Regions from separate parts of the Zea mays genome. Here region 2 is linked to region 1. A link is a contact called in public Hi-C data. All regions are on one chromosome and are shown on one strand. The core of a region is the stretch at or near the end of the contact, and the rest is flanking DNA. Distances in the headings are between cores, read along the strand shown.

Evidence for each region. A called contact is a pair of places that touch in the nucleus more often than the background predicts.
Region 2: a contact with region 1 is called in a Hi-C map of tassel, with 2.4 times the contacts expected there. The contact joins the promoter of LOC100286247 here to the enhancer-like site in region 1. A contact is called at or near these places in 2 of 25 Hi-C or Micro-C datasets (leaf and tassel).

Annotation. Positions count from the first base shown.
Region 1 is chr4:160,982,890-160,986,898 of Zm-B73-REFERENCE-NAM-5.0, forward strand. No RefSeq gene overlaps it. Among protein-coding and RNA genes, the nearest start is that of LOC103653911, 63 kb to the left of the region's middle. Within about 2 kb of position 1,897, at least 19 of the 20 cell types and tissues checked have an H3K27ac peak or open chromatin away from gene starts, as enhancers often do. A contact at or near this core is called in leaf and tassel, where this site is marked.
Region 2 is chr4:161,114,462-161,118,470 of Zm-B73-REFERENCE-NAM-5.0, forward strand. LOC100286247 reads left to right here and starts at 1,836. Exons shown (of 3, transcript NM_001347197.1): 1 at 1,836-2,030; 2 at 2,138-2,416; 3 at 2,562-2,943. The coding sequence starts at 1,952. The coding sequence ends at 2,869.

The sequences.
Region 1 (4,009 bases), core at 647-3,146:
GAAGCATGATGCTTATATTTAGGGGCTCCATTTTTCATGCAACGAGACTACCACACACATGATAAGCTTTGAAAATAGTGACAGTCTCAAAGCTACCAACTTATAGAGTGACCACCCCTAAAATGTGCATAGAAGTTTGGAATACTTGTAGGAGACATGCAATAGAGCTTTTAAGATCAAAATGTCACTGGAAGGATAATATCGCATGAATGTGATCAATACTTGTAGGTAGGTATGAATGTCCAATTGACGTCGCCGACCGAGACTTGTTCCAATGCAGGTTTGTATCTACCATCGACTTTATCGTAATACCCAAAAAGTGTAAAAGAGAATATAGTTGTTTACATGTATATGTTTGCCTCCATTTATTATAACATGTGAACAAATCATTAATTAACTGATGACATCTAAAATAATTTGTGCATCATGCTGTGGTTATTGTTTGTGCATTCACTCATGAATATAATGATAAAAGGAATATACTAAAGTTGAGATGGGCATTTAACCTAAATTTGGAATCCTAGAAATTTGGAGAAAACAAAGCACAAGCTTTAATAAAATAAATATTAAAAATATATAGGTTCACCCATGTAATGTTTAAGTTGGACATGTGATAGGGAAACAAATTTATCATGAAGTTTGAATTTTGAATAGGGATTTAAATTTGGAATTTGAAAACAAAGGGAAAACAAAAAGGAAATAAAACAGAAAAGAAAATAAAAGGGAAAGAAACAGTTAACTGGGCCACTCTGCGCATTTCGGTCCTTTAGGGCTGATTTGGTGGTAAGGGATCCCAAGGGGATCCATGGGGGAGAAATCCTCTTGCAATTCAATTTTGAATAACAAGGGGATTCCTCCCCCATGGATCCCCTTGGGATCCCTTAGCACCAAATCAGCCCTTAGAATCCGCTCCCGCGCAGCCCAGCCTAGAGACTGGCGCCGACACCTGGGCCCCGCCCGTCAGTCTCTCGTTCGCGCGTCTCTGCTTGGTCACGCGCCGACGTACGGGACCCGCACTGTCAGCCTCACATCGCTCTTACGGGCACGGGTTTAATCTCGCTGACACCTGGGGCCAGGAACGAGTCAACCTTCGTGCTCCTAGTGGTTGCGGCGACCGTGGGGAAATGGCGGAACGACCTCCTCCCCTGCGCATGGGAGTAGATGGGATTGAGGTCTGGGAATAAAACTGTGGGTTGTGCTCCTTTTGGCTGCCCTGCTACGACTTACGCGATTGAAACCAAGCGCCGCCATATCGACCACACAGCCGGGGGAGAAGAGAGAGGGCTTGGAAGCCGCGGGTTGCCGCCATCCGGTGCCGGAGTTCTTGGGCATTGGGCTCTTGGGGGTGTACCAGGGGGGTTCATCGGTGTATACTGAAGCCAGGGATAGCGAATCCGAGCCAAGGGAACTACGGAAGGGCCAGAGATTTCTCGCCGGCGCAGAGGCATCTCCCCTAAGCACTGGGTGGCGTTGACCGGGTGCTGCATCAACTTGACGCAGGTAAAAATTGGCCAGTCGTGTTCATTGCTTCCTAAGCTTCGCGTAGAAGTAATCGGCTAGGGATTTAGAGCCAGGATTACCCGTGTGAGACATCGCCGGCTTGCTGCCTACCGCTCGGCGTTGGGCGCCGCCACTCCCGCTCCTGTCCGGTCGGAATTGGGGAAGATAGCTTCCTGATCATCGGATCTGTGAGCAAGGGCCAAGATAGAACGCGCTCTGGTTAGCTCTCTGCCGCACATATGTAGATCTCCGGTCACGATTAAATGTGGAGATACCCTTTCAGCTAGGTGAATCGACACCTTTAGATTTCGATCGGACGGTTCCGCATCTGAATTAGGGCATAATGAATCTAGTGCGTAGATCGACAATCGAACGGTTGCCTGCGCACATCGTTCTGGCGCGGGATGGAATCTAATCGGGGCCATAGATCTTGGATCGGACGGCCAGAGCTCTCCGATACCCCTTCATCGTGTGTTTTTATAAAGGGACCCTGGGAAATAGAGAATTAACCCGCGGTTCATCTCTGGTGTAGTGTGAGTCTAGGGATTTTTATAGGAGAGCCCCTGCACTTTCTGAAATTTGGTGCGCAGTCCAGATAATTGATAAAACCAGAAAAATTATTTAGAAAATAGTTTTTAGTACGCATTTAATTGCATAAACTTGTTAAATTGCTAGAAATTCATACTTAGTCCAAATTAATCCATTCCAATTTCTATAATTTTATAATATTATTGTTTATCACCTAGTGTCTCTGTTTTGGCATGAAAATAGTAATAAAATTTATTTCTTAGTTAATCTTGTATCAAATACATAAAACCTTTGGAAATTCATAACTTAAAATCCATAACTCCAAAATTAATTATTCATGTGAGAGCACCTAGAGGGGGATGAATAGGTGATCCTGTAAAATCAAACACTAAATAGCCACAAACTTGATTATTAAAGTGTTAGTGTAACAAAGTGGCTATGGAGCGAGCTCGTGCGAACAAAACAATCACAGAAAAGCAACACACGAGACACACGATTTTTATCCCGTGGTTCGGCCAAGTAACACTTGCCTACTTCCACGTTGTGGCGTCCCAATGGACGAGGGTTGCACTCAACCCCTTTCAAGTGATCCAATGATTGACTTGAATACCACAATCTGTTATCTTGAGTATTCTTCCCGTTTGCGAGGAATCTCCACAAGTTGGAGCCTCTCGCCCTTACAAGGTTATGATCACAAAGAAAGCACAAGAGTAAGGATGGGAGAGCAACACACGCAAGACCCAAATCCGCAGCGCACACATGCACACAAGTGAAGAAGTGAGCACACAAACACAGCTCAAGGAGTTTACAACTTTAACAGTGCTCAAATCTCAAGAACGATGATCCGATTGCGTGAATGCAGAGTCTAGGTGTCATAGGATGTTTCTTGTAAGTTTGGTTTGTTGCTCCATGCGCCTAGGGGTCCCTTTTATAGCCCCAAGAAAGCTAGGAGCCGTTGGAGATCAACTTGGAAGGCAATTCTTGCCTTCTGTCGAGTGGTGCACCGGACAGTCCGGTGCACCACCGGACAACCACTGTAGCAGTCCGGTGCGCGATCTCCTTCCATATTGGGTGCAGCCGACCGTTGGGCCTCGGGACCGGTTGGCGCACCAGATACTGTCCGGTGCACACCGGGCAGTCCGGTGTGCCCATCCGACCGTTGGCACGGACCACGTGTCGCACGTTGATAGCGCGAACGACCGTTGGCCGCTGGCACCGTTGACTCACCGGACAGTCTAGTGCACCACCGGACAATCCGGTGAATTATAGCCACATCGCCTTTCTCTTTTCTCGAGAGCAGCCGGTTCACCGTTGACCAGCCTAGGGCACCGGACACTATTCGGTGCACCACCGGACAGTCCGGTGTGCCAGGCCCGAGCTGGTTTTGGATGTACTTAGCCAACTCTTCTCCAATTCAAGTCTTCTTTTCTTGGCACTGTTTCTAGTACTTAGATAGACAATATTAGTATTGAAAAACAATTCACTAAGTCTAGAAACATACCTTGTTCTTTGATTTGCACTTCTCACTCATTTAGCACATAAGAACTTAATCAATATGTGTTGGACATTTAATCACCAAAACATTATAGAAATGGCCCAAGGGCACATTTCCCTTTCAATTTCCCCCTTTTTGGTGACTTATGTCAACACATCAAAAAGCAACAAGAGAAGTGCAACATCAATGCAAAATGAAGACCAAATTCTCTTTACTTAGGATTTGGCATATTTGGATCATTCTTTGCCACCACTTGGTTTGTTTTTGCAAATCAAATTCTTTTTCCTATCTCTAAGTCAAACACCCTTGTTTGGGCAAATCAAGAGATATTCCAAGAGTAAAATTGATCAAGTGCCAAAAACTCCCCCTTTTCCCATAGTCAAAATTCTCCCCCATAAGCGACCATATTTTGCAATAAGAGTATTTTGACAAAAACCAAATTCTAACTCCTCTATTTTCAAAATTCACAAGTGGTTGGCTGATCCA
Region 2 (4,009 bases), core at 586-3,085, 130 kb after region 1:
CTGCGTAGTGTACCAGTTAGAGATAGATGGAATCTAATCCTGACCGTGTGCAACCGATCGGACGGCTGGCATCCCACGAGAAGTTGGATATTTGGCAATCCACAACGACTTCTAGTGGCTAAAATCCATATTTAAGCTGAAACAAGCGGAGGCTTGGCTGAGGTGAGAAAGGGTACGAGGAGATCACCCTAGCCATAGACAAAGCTCTGCTCTAAAATGTCTACAGCGCTGGTGCATGATTGCAATGGCAGGATTCATATACATTCTATCTCTCAAGTCCGATTTTACCTTTTTTGAATGAGTTATTACTCTGCTTTTAAGAAAGCAAAAAAGGATCCAGTGGTTGCATCTAGAAATTACATGAGAAACCACCCGAAAATGCCACCGGTGGATCACTGCAGGCTACTAGAGGGAAACCAGAAACAAACAGACAACCAATCTCTCAATCAATTTATACGACACTATTAGCGCCGATCTGGGCACCAAACATTGGAAAGGACCGTCTGGTGGTACTATTCGTGGAGTCGCGGATGGTCCGCGACCCTGGGCCGGACGGTCCACGAGCGCAGGAGCGACTCCTCCTCTACGTACGTCTGGACGGTCCGCGACGACGCGAAGGGTCTTCTTCTTCGCAACATACCTAGATCTCGCCTCCTGGGAGGGACCCCGTCGGGAGGAGAGATCCTAGGGTGTGTTTTGGCGTCGGCAGGCCACCCAAGACGCCTCTAATCGACATAGAACCGAAGATAGGTGAAGATTTGAGGCAGAGGGAGGCTAAACTAGAGCTATTCCTAATACATAAGGTAAAAATGATAAGTAGATTTGATTTGATCGATTGTGGGGGTTCAATCGGTCGTAGCACTTCATCTATATAAAGGGGAGGTCTGAACACGTTACAAGTCGGTTCCCGAGTTAATCCCGCATATTTAGCTAACAAATCCCACAAGAAACTCGGAACCCTAACTGATTATGCGCACTCGTGGACCGTCCACGCCACCACCGCGGACCGTCCGAACCATGGACCGTCTGGACGCGGATCGTCTGCCTGCCCAAAAGTGGGCTCAAGAGACACCAAACCAGCATATGAATCCAGGGAAAAACAACTCTCAGATATTCTCGATGTTGGAAACCTCTCTAGCCGCAGACTAGAAGTTACTAACCACCTCTTTAAGGTTTTGTTTGGATACTCTAGTATTTATCTCAATCCACATGTATTGAGGTAGATTAAGGTGTAAATTAGTTTAAGTTACAGTACAATTCACCTCAATACATATGGATTAAGGTTAATACTAAAATACCCAAAGTAGCTCTAAGGAACTATCCCTTTAAGGAACTGAGTCAACTCCTCGCCTTCTCTTATCTTTTTGGTTTTTACATCCTATTTCAATCCCATTCTATTTTCCAAATCTTATCTTAACTATTATTTCAAACTTTATATATAAATAATGTAATCCATAATTTAAAACACTACTAGTATTTTACACTCTCACTACATACGATCGGATGGGCAAAACCGGGTTTCTGCACAAGGATTCGTATGCTACCCAAGGGCTTGCTGTGCGATAAAGCAGCAGCCAAAACTCGGTGCTCCGAAACCACCGAAAGGCCAAAAGATATGGAATGCCCATGCGTGTCACCTGCCGCTGCCATGGCAGGACAGGATGCCGTTGCCACCGCAACGACCCACAGCTTTTACTGCAACGACGACCACAGTCCCCCGTGGCCTTTGGAGCGCAGACACAAGTTTACCGACTAGTACCGAGCGACCAGACGACGGGAGCCGTCATAACGCATAAATATATCCACCGCCTCACACTTCCTCTGACACCGCTGCTGCCTCTTCTTCCCTCCTCTCGAGAAGCTGCCTGCTACCCGCGCGCTGCCTCTCCCTTCCACTCCATACCATACCGCCACGACAACGTCGACAAGCGCAATACCGGAGCCCTCCGAAATGGCCGAGGACAAGGAGACCGACTCGCCGCAGCCGCCGGCCAAGCTGCCCCGCCTCTCCCGCGCCGACACGAGCGCCGGTAAGCACGCGCGGGCAGGCAGTAGTACGTTCTAGCCCCGGTTGGTTAGTTGAAGTACTAGCTGGTAGCTGATCGCTCTGTGTTTGGCGTTTCTGTCCTGTTCGCAGGAGAGGTGACCATGGCGGCCTCGTCGCCGCTGGTTCTTGGGCTGGGGCTGGGCCTCGGCGGGCGCGGCGGCGGCGGCGAGCGAGACGCGGATGTGTCCCCCGCGACGGTGACTCCCAAGAGGCCGTCGGCGCTGACGTTCATGCAGCAGCAGGAGCTGGAGCACCAGGTGCTCATCTACCGCTACTTCGCCGCGGGCGCGCCGGTGCCGGTGCACCTGGTGCTCCCCATCTGGAAGAGCGTCGCCGCGTCCTCCTTCGGCCCGCAGCGCTTTCCCTCGCGTAAGCACCGGCAGAAGCTCCAATACCTTGTGTTTTTTTGTTTGTTTTTGTTTTGCTTTTCTACTGTTCGGCACGTACGAGGTACGACCGGCGTCGTGGAGGAGGCTGTTTGGAATGAATGAACGAATGAATGAATGTCTTGCAGTGATGGGCCTGGGCAGCCTGTGCTTCGACTACCGCAGCAGCATGGAGCCGGAGCCCGGGCGGTGCCGGCGCACGGACGGCAAGAAGTGGCGGTGCTCCCGCGACGTGGTGCCGGGCCACAAGTACTGCGAGCGGCACGTCCACCGCGGCCGCGGCCGTTCAAGAAAGCCTGTGGAAGCCGCCGCGGCACCGGCGGCGGCGGCCGGCGGCAGCAGCCCCGTCCTCCGGGTCGCCGCGCCCCAGCACGTGCTCGGCCTCTCCTCGCCCACCAGCGTCCTCCTCGCCCACGGCGCCGCGCGTGCCACGTGAGTAGCGCGCCGCCGCGGGCCGACCGATGGTGCCGTGGTCTACTGGTCTTGGGCCTCGGAATCACGAGGGGCAAACGGAATCCGCAGGGGTTATTACTGTGTCGTGCGTGCTGTAATCTTTTTTTTCTTCTCTCCCTCGCAGAAGTCGAGAAAACAACCCGGTTTAGCATGCATCGGTACGGTAGCTCGCTGCGTTGATTCTGCTGTTTACGTGTGCCTGAGACACCAGTACACGGGGGGAATCATTTTTCTTCTGTTGTGTTTGGGGAGGGCGGCCTCGCTGGTGTGGGGGCGATCCGGCTCCTGGGCGGGGGCGCGGGGCCCCCCGGCTTGCTGTCCCTCCTGGGGACGCGAAGGGGTGAGCTGTGAGCAGCACTGCGTGCTCTGGACCTTGTCAGAGGCTGGCTCGGGCTGCGTGACGACTCACGATGCGTTGGAGGCTGCACTCTGTCTGCGCATGGCGCAGGCGCAGGCGCAGCGGCCTGCGGCGGTGTGGGCCTGTTGGCTGTTGCCTCGCCGGTGCAAAACCATCGTCCGAGGGGGCTGCCTTGTTGCTTGGGAACGGAGATTTCATGATGGTTGAGTGAGTCCTTGTTTTTTTTATTTTAACCTATATTTAACTTGTATAATCTGAATGGAAAACTATCTTTAGATTTTATATACAGCAACCCATTTACACCGTCAACGGCGTGCCGCTACCAATGTCGGAATCCAGCCAAAACTCATCGCACGGTCATCTTTCCTTTCTCTCATTGCAACTTTTTAATTGAGGAAACCTCAACCTATCTCTTATGGCAGTTATTTATTACGATTAGATCGAATAAAACTTTAATTGTGCGTTGCATATATGGTGCAAAGGAACCAATTTTAGTGACTTGCACAAGGCTAAATGTCATAGGTTGTTTTCCTCCAAGGGTTTGTCCAGGGATGACAATGGATACCCGAAACCCGATAGATTACATTAAATCTGCTTATAAGTACACTATTACATAGATCTATCTATGAGGGGTTCAACACAACTAGGTTAGCCTTTTTTTTAATATAAATCATATAACTTTATTTTTTAATTATGTAATTCTAAATTATTTTTATGAACCATGTAAATTTTATTTGTTTAATTATATAGTCGGATGTATTTTTC